Linked DNA regions of Pan troglodytes: region 2 is linked to region 1. The links are chromatin contacts, called in public HiChIP or PLAC-seq maps. All regions are on one chromosome and are shown on one strand. Each heading gives the region's core, a stretch centred on a gene start, on an enhancer-like site or on the middle of the called end of the contact. The rest is flanking DNA. Distances are from core to core; before and after follow the strand shown.

Region 1 (4,601 bases), core at 626-3,125:
ATTTTTAGCAGCGACAGGGTTCCACTATACTGGCCAGGCTGGTCTCAAACTCCTGATCTCGGGATCCGCATGCCTCGGCCTCCCAAAGTGTTGGGATTACAGGAGTGAGACACCACGCCAGACCTTTTTTTTTTTTTCCTCTCTCCCTCTTTGAGACAGAGTCTCGCTCTGTTGCCCAGGCTGTAGTGCAGTGCCAATCTCGGCACACTGCAAGCTCCGCCTCCCAGGTTCACGCCATTCTCCTGCCTCAGTCTTCCGAGTAGCTGGGACTACAGGCGCTCACCACCACACCCAGCTAATTTTTTGTATTTTTAGTAGAGACAGGGTTTCACCGTGTTAGCCAGGATGGTCTCGATCTCCTGACCTTGTGATCCGCCCGCCTCAGCCTCCCAAACTGCTGGGATTACAGGCGTGAGCCACCGTGCCCAGCCCTTTTTTTTTTTTTTTTTTTTTTAAGAAGGAGTTTTGCTCTGGTTGCCCAGGCTGGAGTACAGCGGTGCAGTCTCAGCTCACTGCAACCCCCACCTCCCGTGTTCAAGCGATTCTCCTGCCTCAGGCTCCCAAGTAGTTGGGATGACAGGCGTGTGCCACCCTACTCAGCTAAGTTTTTGTATTCAGTAGAGACGGGGTTTCACCATGTTGGTCAGGCTGGTCTCGAACTCCTGCCCTCAGGTGATCCACCCGCCTCGGCCTCCCAAAGTGCTGGGATTACAGGCTTGCGCCACTGCGCCCGGCCCAAGATTTTTTGATTAAATAAATACAAATAAAGCACATTAGCTATTATTCTGAACACTGCTACATTAGCTACATTGAAAATTAAAAAAGATGTTAAACAGATTTTAAGGTTTTCTCGTCATCACTGAAGTGAGAAAAACAAATTATTTTGTGAAACAAAGATAAGACACAATAAATTCAGAGTACACTTTTGTTAGATGCTAACCCACAGAGCGGAATACTTTTTGCGCAGCACCTTCATTCCTGGAGACTTAGGGCCCGGGAAGTGGGAATGGTGGCAGGAGAGGAGAAGGGCTAGGGGGCTGGGGAGCGTGGGGTGAAGGAGTGGGGGCTTAAAAAGGACAGTCAAATTTAGGAAGAACAGTTTCTTAAACTGAAGTTAGCTAAGCAGCGGGCTTCAGCCAAAGATAATACTAACTTGAAAGTAAAGCTGTTTGTTAAATAGGCTTTCATTTTAATTTTTTAAAAAATATTTTCACTAATTAGACGGAATATTTATTTCTGATCCTCGTTGTAGGGCTAAACTAGGTGTGACTTGCTTTTCCATTAAGGACTGTAGCCATTTTGGCTAAGAAAGTCTTTCCTGTCTTAGCTCTCTTCAAGAGATGCTATTTACTTTTTTGTTGTTGTTGTTTTCTCCGGAGCTTTATTGCCTGCCCTTTATTTTCACGATGTGTTTGTGCATTCTGTAAAAAGTGGGAAACACTTTTCTCGGGATTGTGTGGGTGATCGCCGGTCGCCTAGCTTGCCGTTCTTCAGGTATCTCCTGCTGCTCCAGAATCTACATCTGAAGGTTAAGGCATAGCTTTTCCAGGAGCTTTTAAACCGACCTTTCAATTCGAAGACGTAACTGCGCCAGGAGCTTTGTCTCCCTGGCATATAAAAGCATAGAAGAGAGCAACTTCTGGTTTTTAAAATAAGTAAACTAATCTGAATTGTTTGCAATGGTAGGAACTTGTTATATAAAATGTTAATTAGGTGGCCCGCGCTCGAAAACTGCTCTCAGGATATGACCAATGGGAGAGTAGACCTAGGCTCCTTCATTTGCATGCAGAGTTCCCGACAAAATAACGAATCAGAGATGGAGAAACTAAATCTTCATTTACATAACGTTGTCTACAAATTCCGAGGATCAGGAGATGTAGATTTCATTTTCTTTCCTACCTGCAGAACAGCAGATAGCATGCCTGAGCCAGCGAAATCCGCTCCCGCCCCGAAGAAGGGTTCCAAGAAGGCCGTGACCAAGGCGCAGAAGAAGGACGGCAAGAAGCGCAAGCGCAGCCGCAAGGAGAGCTACTCCGTATACGTGTACAAGGTGCTGAAACAGGTCCACCCCGACACCGGCATCTCCTCTAAAGCCATGGGGATCATGAATTCCTTTGTCAACGACATCTTCGAGCGCATCGCCGGCGAGGCTTCCCGCCTGGCGCATTACAACAAGCGCTCGACCATCACCTCCAGGGAGATCCAGACGGCCGTGCGCCTGCTGCTTCCCGGGGAGCTGGCCAAGCACGCTGTGTCAGAGGGCACCAAGGCCGTTACCAAGTACACCAGCTCCAAGTAAACTTGTCCCTGCAACTGCCTTAGTAAACCCAAAGGCTCTTTTCAGAGCCACTCACCTTTTCACAATTGGAGCTATATACTGACATGTGAAGATACTAGAAACTCCTGCAGCTGAAATAAGCATGTTTTTAAAACTTAAAATGGCACTCACTGTCTGGGCTGGTGGCTTTATGAAACTTTGGTTTCCGTGTTTTATGAGGTATCACTCGATAGCACCTAAGAGGCAATAGTAATTTGATAGTTTTGCTCTACGAAGAGAAACTTCGTTTCTCAAGAGTCCTTAAAAATACGGGTTTTACTAAATAAGCCCATATTATGGGGGGCTGGAGCGGGGGTGGGGAAGGAGGAGAAGAGACTACTGCTTTCAAGTAGTTCTTAATGTTGAATTTGCTTTTTTCCTTTCCTCAATTACTTCAAAAAGGTCTTAATTTGGATTTTTATTTTAGGTTCTAAAGGAAAAAATAAAACCCTCTTCCCTCCACCGCCTCACCTGTCTGGTTTCACCAATTAGACTTGAACAATTCTCAGTGTGCAACCACACTCGCGCTCGCACACAAACACACATACACACATTGTTCATTGATCGACAATCCCCATCTCATCTTAATCATGTTCTTAGAGAAGTTGGGTCTCCATTGTTAAGGATTCTCCTAATCACAAAAACTGACTATATACCTATCCCCAATCCAATCATTAATAAGGGGCATGTGATCTTTAGGATAGGTGTAGTCAAATTAATCAGATCCCTGAGGCTAGAAGGAACTCTGCCTTCTCTGGAGAACAAGTCAGGGAACAAAGAAAGTTGTATTAGGAAGAAAGGAGGGGAAATGACTTTTGGGGAGGAGGCATCTGCACTGCCTGATACAAGCAGCTTCCAGGCGAAGGTGGATGGAAGGAATATCCAGTAGGTTGAAAATGGGTAGTCATTCCTTCATATTCAAGTGCCAAGCAGTGAATTTTGTACTGAGGACTTTTGCACTGAGAATAGTGGTTCTCAGACTTCAGTGTGCATCAGAATCACCTGGAGAGCTTGTTAAAGGAGATTGCTGAGATAAAGAATATGCTAACCAAGCCTCCTGCTCACGTGGAGTTTTCTTGTGATAAAGATGTGGGAGAAGATTGTGAAGAGTCTGAATGTCAAACAATGAAGTTTAGATTTATTTTGCAGACAATAAAGTTATAGAAAGCTTGTGAGCAAGGACTAACAAAATTATAACTAGTTCTAGGAATATGCTTCTGGTGGCAAGAGACTTGATGCAGTGGAGGGAAATGATGTTGAAGGAGGATAAAGTTTCAAGCCAAAGAAATGGCAGGAGTAATGGAGCAGGGGATACAATAAACAAATCAGAGAGTAGTTGAAGGGATTTCATTCAGTATTTCATCAAATATTGATTGCATTCCCTCTGTGCCAGGCATTGAAATACTTCAGTGAGCAAGACAGACAAGAGACTGCCCTTCTGAGGCTCATATCCTAGTGAAGGAAGAGAGATGATAGACTGGGCATGGTGGCTCACACCTGTAATCCCAGCACTTTCGGAGGCCAAGGAGGGCGGATCATCTGAGGTCGAGATTTCAAGACCAGGTTGTCCAACATGGCAAAACCCTGTCTCTATTAAAAATACAAAAATTAGCTGAGCATAGTAGCACAGGCCTGTAGTCCCAGCTACTTGGGAGGCTGAGGCAGAAGAATAGGAGAATTGCTTGAACCCAGGAGGCGGAGACTGCAGTGAGCCAAGATCACACCACTGCACTCCAGCGTGGGTGACAGAGGGAAATTCCATCTCAAAAAAAAAAAAAAAAAAAAGAAGAAGAAGAAGAAGAATATAGGTCTATTTCACTCAGCAAATGGTAACAAACTCACTCCTGTTCAATGTATTATTTAGTATTATGTCTGTGATTCCTCTCTATCTTTAAATTTGGGATCTCTAGATCTCAGACCCTGAAATCCTAGACTTCTGGTTGTTGACAGGAATCCATGGAGCCCTGGGAGTTCCTTGAGTTTCTGAGAATAAATGAGCCTCATAAAATATCTATGTTCATATGTCTATTTTCAACAGATTCTCAAAGGAGTTTTTGATCCATCTATTACTACGAACTACTCTTTTTTTTTTTTTTTTTTTTGATACAGGGTTTTGCTCTTGTTGCCCAGGCTGGAGTGCAATGGCACGATCTTGGCTCACCACAACCTCTGCCTCCTGGGTTCAAGCGATTTTCCTGCCTCAGCCTCCTGAGTAGCTGGGGTTACAGGGATGTGCCACCATGCCCAGCTAGTTTATTTTTAGTAGAGACAGGGTTTCTCCATG
Region 2 (4,601 bases), core at 1,020-3,519, 950 kb after region 1:
AATATACCCATGAGTCAGTCGCAATCCTCCTTTTCTTACAAACCCTGCTTTTTATTCTGATTTCTATATCCTGTAAGACAAAGAAGCAAGTTATTTAGCTTGGAAATTATCATCTGACTATTTGGATTAATAGAGAGGGTCAGAGGCCCATGTAACATAACAATAATGTCATAAAAGTAATTTAAGTTCTGTTTATTCACAGAATTGATAACAGTTCAGTTATCCTTAGTACGGTGAAGGAAAAGAACTTGAGTGTATATTTTCTACATAGAAATATATACAACAAACCAGATAGCAATTCAGAGAGATACATATTTTAGAAACTCTACAGAGACAGTTTTCAAAGGCTGGACAAGTGTCCGAGAAAAAGCTAAAAAAATAGAAGAAATTTCATAAAGCAGGCAATATTTAACTGGGCTTTGAAAAAAACAGGACTTGAGTCAACAAGGGAAACGTGTGTATTTGATAGTGGATTTAACAAAAATACTAATTGTTTTAGATGTTATTACTGTGCTAAATTTAGATCCATTTTAAATAAACTAGATAGTAACTCAAGCTTATATACAATTACTACCTTTGAAACCAAAACCCAGTCATAGTGGGAGCTTCCAAATGCTTTATAGACCTTGGATTTTTACCTAAGAGACACATGACTGAAGTTACAACCTAGAGCAACATCGTTTGTTGGGTGACTGGTTCTCATTTGTGACAACCTGAATAAGGGGGAACTTGTTTTTCCTCACTTCTTCTAGGCAGTCAAAAACAGTATTTAAAATACTAACGAAAGGAGTTTTAAAATTGAAATTGACTTGTTTCAGAAAAGAGTCTGGGATAAATGTCCTCAAGCTTTCTGCCTTCATTACGCCCCGAATTGTCCTGTTTAGGCTTCTAATGCCTTTGCTTATATAGATATACCATAAAGGGAAAATAGTATTCTAATCAGAAATAAAGCATTGATCTTTCTCAGGCTGAAAACTACGGCATTCAAATTCCGTTGTAGCCGGGCTTGATGGCTCATGCCTGTAATCCTAGCACTTTAAGGCTGAGGCTAGTGGATCACCTGAAGTCAGTTCGAGACCAGCCTAGCCAACATGGTGAAACCCCATCTCTACTAAAAATACAAAAATTATCCGGGCGTGGTGGCGCATGCCTGTAATCCCAGCTACACGGAAGGCTGAAGCAGGAGAATCGCTGGAACCCGGGAGGCAGAGGCTGCAGTGAGCTGAGATCGCGCCACCGCACTCCAGTCTGGGCGACAGAGGAAGTCTCCTTCTCAAAAACAAAAAAAAAGACTATGTTGCCATAAAGGGTCCCTTTAAAAAAAAAAAAAAAACGCTCTATCCAACGAAAACTAATTAGAAATAAATCTCCTTCCCGAAAGCGATAAAATACTAAAGAATGAGAAACAGTTTACTGAGTTTGTAAGGAAGGCCAAATAAAGGCGGGGTTTGGATTCCTTTGGCGCACCCAAGCCGACCGTGGACTTCCTGGATACAACAACCAATCAGGATGCAGAGGAAGGGCGGGCGTTGCCCGGGCAAATTCAAACTGACAACCGCTGCAACTTGGCACTGTTCCAAATCACTAACCGACGGGGGACCGACGAGTATTTTAATTGGTTTCTAACGTATTTTAATTGGTTTCGAACTTATAATAGAAAATTTCCCATCTCCTTACTTAACTCTAAGATTAGAATGGCAGATCTAAAAAAAAGTCATTAAGGATTAGTTAAATAACTCCTTTACTTCAGACTAAAAAACACAGTAGCGAGTTACAAGGGTTTGTCAGTGGCCAGCAGAGGAGGAATACAAGCACCAGCTCTTTCTTTGAGAACATGGGTGGCTCTTAAAAGAGCCGTTAGGGTTGAGAGTTTGCAACCAACTCACTGTTTACTTAGCGCTGGTGTACTTGGTGACGGCCTTGGTGCCCTCGGACACGGCGTGCTTGGCCAACTCCCCGGGCAGCAGCAGGCGCACGGCCGTCTGGATCTCCCTGGAGGTGATGGTCGAGCGCTTGTTGTAATGCGCCAGGCGGGAAGCCTCACCTGCGATGCGCTCGAAAATGTCGTTCACAAACGAATTCATGATGCCCATGGCCTTGGACGAAATGCCGGTGTCAGGGTGGACCTGCTTCAGAACCTTGTACACGTAGATGGAATAGCTCTCCTTGCGGCTGCGCTTGCGCTTCTTGCCGTCTTTCTTCTGCGCCTTAGTCACCGCCTTCTTGGAGCCCTTTTTCGGGGCGGGAGCAGACTTCGCTGGCTCTGGCATAGCACTGTGTAGCTACAAAGCGCCAACGAAAAGGAAAAAGAGCGTGAGCAGGGTATGACAAGGCGCTTTTATATAGAATCTCTTATGCAAATAAGGTGAAGAGTTGAAGTCTTGTGTCTGATTGGTAGTTATTCAGGGTAACGTCAGAGGTCAGGTCTGCCCAATCAGGATTCGCAAATCCAGAAGACGCACTACTATTGGTTGAAATTAAACTGCAGCCCTAACCAACAACACGTCTTCTTTTTCGCGCCCAATAGTGTTTATAAAAAGCGCCGCCTTTCCCCTTCACTTTGTGGTTGCTCGTAGTGAGTTGCGGCAGCTATGTCTGGACGTGGCAAGCAGGGAGGCAAAGCCCGCGCTAAGGCCAAGACCCGCTCTTCTAGGGCCGGTCTCCAGTTCCCCGTGGGCCGAGTGCACCGCCTGCTCCGCAAAGGCAACTATGCCGAGCGGGTCGGGGCCGGCGCGCCGGTGTATCTGGCAGCGGTGCTGGAGTACCTGACCGCCGAGATCCTGGAACTGGCGGGCAACGCGGCCCGCGACAACAAGAAGACCCGTATCATCCCGCGTCACCTCCAACTGGCCATCCGCAACGACGAGGAGCTCAACAAGCTGCTGGGCAAAGTCACCATCGCACAGGGCGGTGTCCTGCCCAACATTCAGGCCGTGCTACTGCCCAAAAAGACTGAGAGCCATCACAAGGCGAAGGGCAAGTAACTATCTGGACTAGTTTGTGGCAGCTCAAGTAAAATCGAGTCCAAACCAACGGCTCTTTTCAGGGCCACCCACGTTTTCTCTAAAAGAACTTAACATTTATTCCATGTGAAAGAAAGTGAGACATGGACAAGACTCTAATCATAAGTTACCCATCTTTTTGAAAACAGCGTAGCGAACACCGCAGATTTAAAAGAAAAACTAGAGGGAAGGTGGTCCAGATTCTACCACGCTTAAAAGTTAAGATGTGAACAAATCTCTTAGGCCATTACTTAATTTTAAACTTAGTATGTGTCCACAGAGCACCAGTGGCTTCGTGAGTTCTTGAAGCACTTTGGCCCAAAAGAGTTATCGCCCGGGCTAGAATTTAGCAGACAGCTGTTCCACGCGGGCCAGGGCGGCATGAAGAAGTCCCGCCGCTACGTGTCCGGCACAGTGGCCCTGCGCGACGTTCGGCGCTACCAGAACTCCGAGCTGCTGATCAGCAAGCTGCCGCTCCTGCGAGAGCTCGGCGGTGACGCCGCTGCACGAGAGCGAGGCTGCAGAACTTTGTGACACAATAGTCCACCTCCCTGCAAAGGCTCTGTCAGAGACTCACATCTTTCCTGATGGATAGCCGTGAAGCATTCTCTTACCCACCCTACTGCATGTTGCAAAGTATTCCTTTAAAATGAAGTGAGTAAAATACTGGGATGACGTTATCTGGAGCCCAAGAAAGATGGCTCATTTGGAAAGGCCTAATATCCCAAGTTGCTTACCTAGAAGAACTTGACAGGATAGTTAATAATAAACCTTAAAACCCATGAAGAAATCTGAGGTAAAGTGTTAGCACACAGACTGTTAAAACGTCTGCCTCACAGATATGAGGGAAAATATATAGAGGATTATAATATGGTTCAACAAATGTTGATGAGTATTAGAAATGTACATTAGAAATATTAGAAATGTTTATGACTATTAGAAAAGTACAGGGTATTGGGCGTTCCTCACACAAACTGAGGCCTCCTAGCAAGACTGGCAGTTTTCTGTAGAGGAGGGTTATTTACTACGGTAGTGCAAATAACTTTTGGTGTTGTAGCTAAATAAGGAATACTCATGCCAAGATTGCACAATTGTGCCTCCTCCCTCTGTTCACTGAACTCTGATGTAATTTTTTTTTTTTTTTTTTTTTTTTTTGAGACGGAGTCTCGCTCTGTCGCCCAGGCTGGAGTGCAGTGGCGCTATCTCGGCTCACTGCAAGCTCCGCCTCCCGGGTTCACGCCATTCTCCTGCCTCAGCCTCCTGAGTAGCTGGGGCTACAGGCGTCTCCCACCATGCCCGGCTAATTTTTTGTATTTTTAGTAGAGACGGGGTTTCACCGTGTTAGCCAGGATGGTCTTGATGTCCTGACCTCGTGATCCACCGGCCTCAGCCTCCCAAAGTGCTGGGATTACCGGCGTAAGCCACCACGCCCGGCCCACTCTGATGTAATCTTAAGAAGAAGACGTTAACTCATTTTTCTTGTGTATTGTAGACACTTTTGGCTGTCTGGTAACATGGAAAATCTCAGAATGATGTTTTAAGTATATAAAATGCCAAACAAAGTTAAATTACAGTTATCAAAGTATTTTTAAAACTTCA

The links. HiChIP or PLAC-seq counts read pairs in DNA pulled down with a chosen protein or histone mark.
Region 2: an H3K4me3 HiChIP or PLAC-seq map of stem cell-derived excitatory neurons shows a contact between it and region 1, with 4 times the contacts expected there. The contact joins the promoter of H2BC11 here to the promoter of H2BC6 in region 1. A contact is called at or near these places in 1 of 7 Hi-C or Micro-C datasets (induced pluripotent stem cells) and 1 of 1 datasets of contacts at active chromatin or transcription factors (stem cell-derived excitatory neurons).

What each region holds. Positions count from the first base shown.
Region 1 is chr5:32,150,524-32,155,124 of NHGRI_mPanTro3-v2.0_pri, forward strand. H2BC6 (H2B clustered histone 6) reads left to right here and starts at 1,876. Exons shown (of 1, transcript XM_016955024.3): 1 at 1,876-2,784. The coding sequence starts at 1,919. The coding sequence ends at 2,299.
Region 2 is chr5:33,097,554-33,102,154 of NHGRI_mPanTro3-v2.0_pri, forward strand. H2BC11 (H2B clustered histone 11) reads right to left here and starts at 2,270. Exons shown (of 4, transcript XR_008548791.2): 1 at 1,887-2,270. It overlaps H2AC11 (H2A clustered histone 11), which reads left to right and starts at 2,592. Exons shown (of 1, transcript XM_063812256.1): 1 at 2,592-4,601. The coding sequence starts at 2,592. The coding sequence ends at 2,984.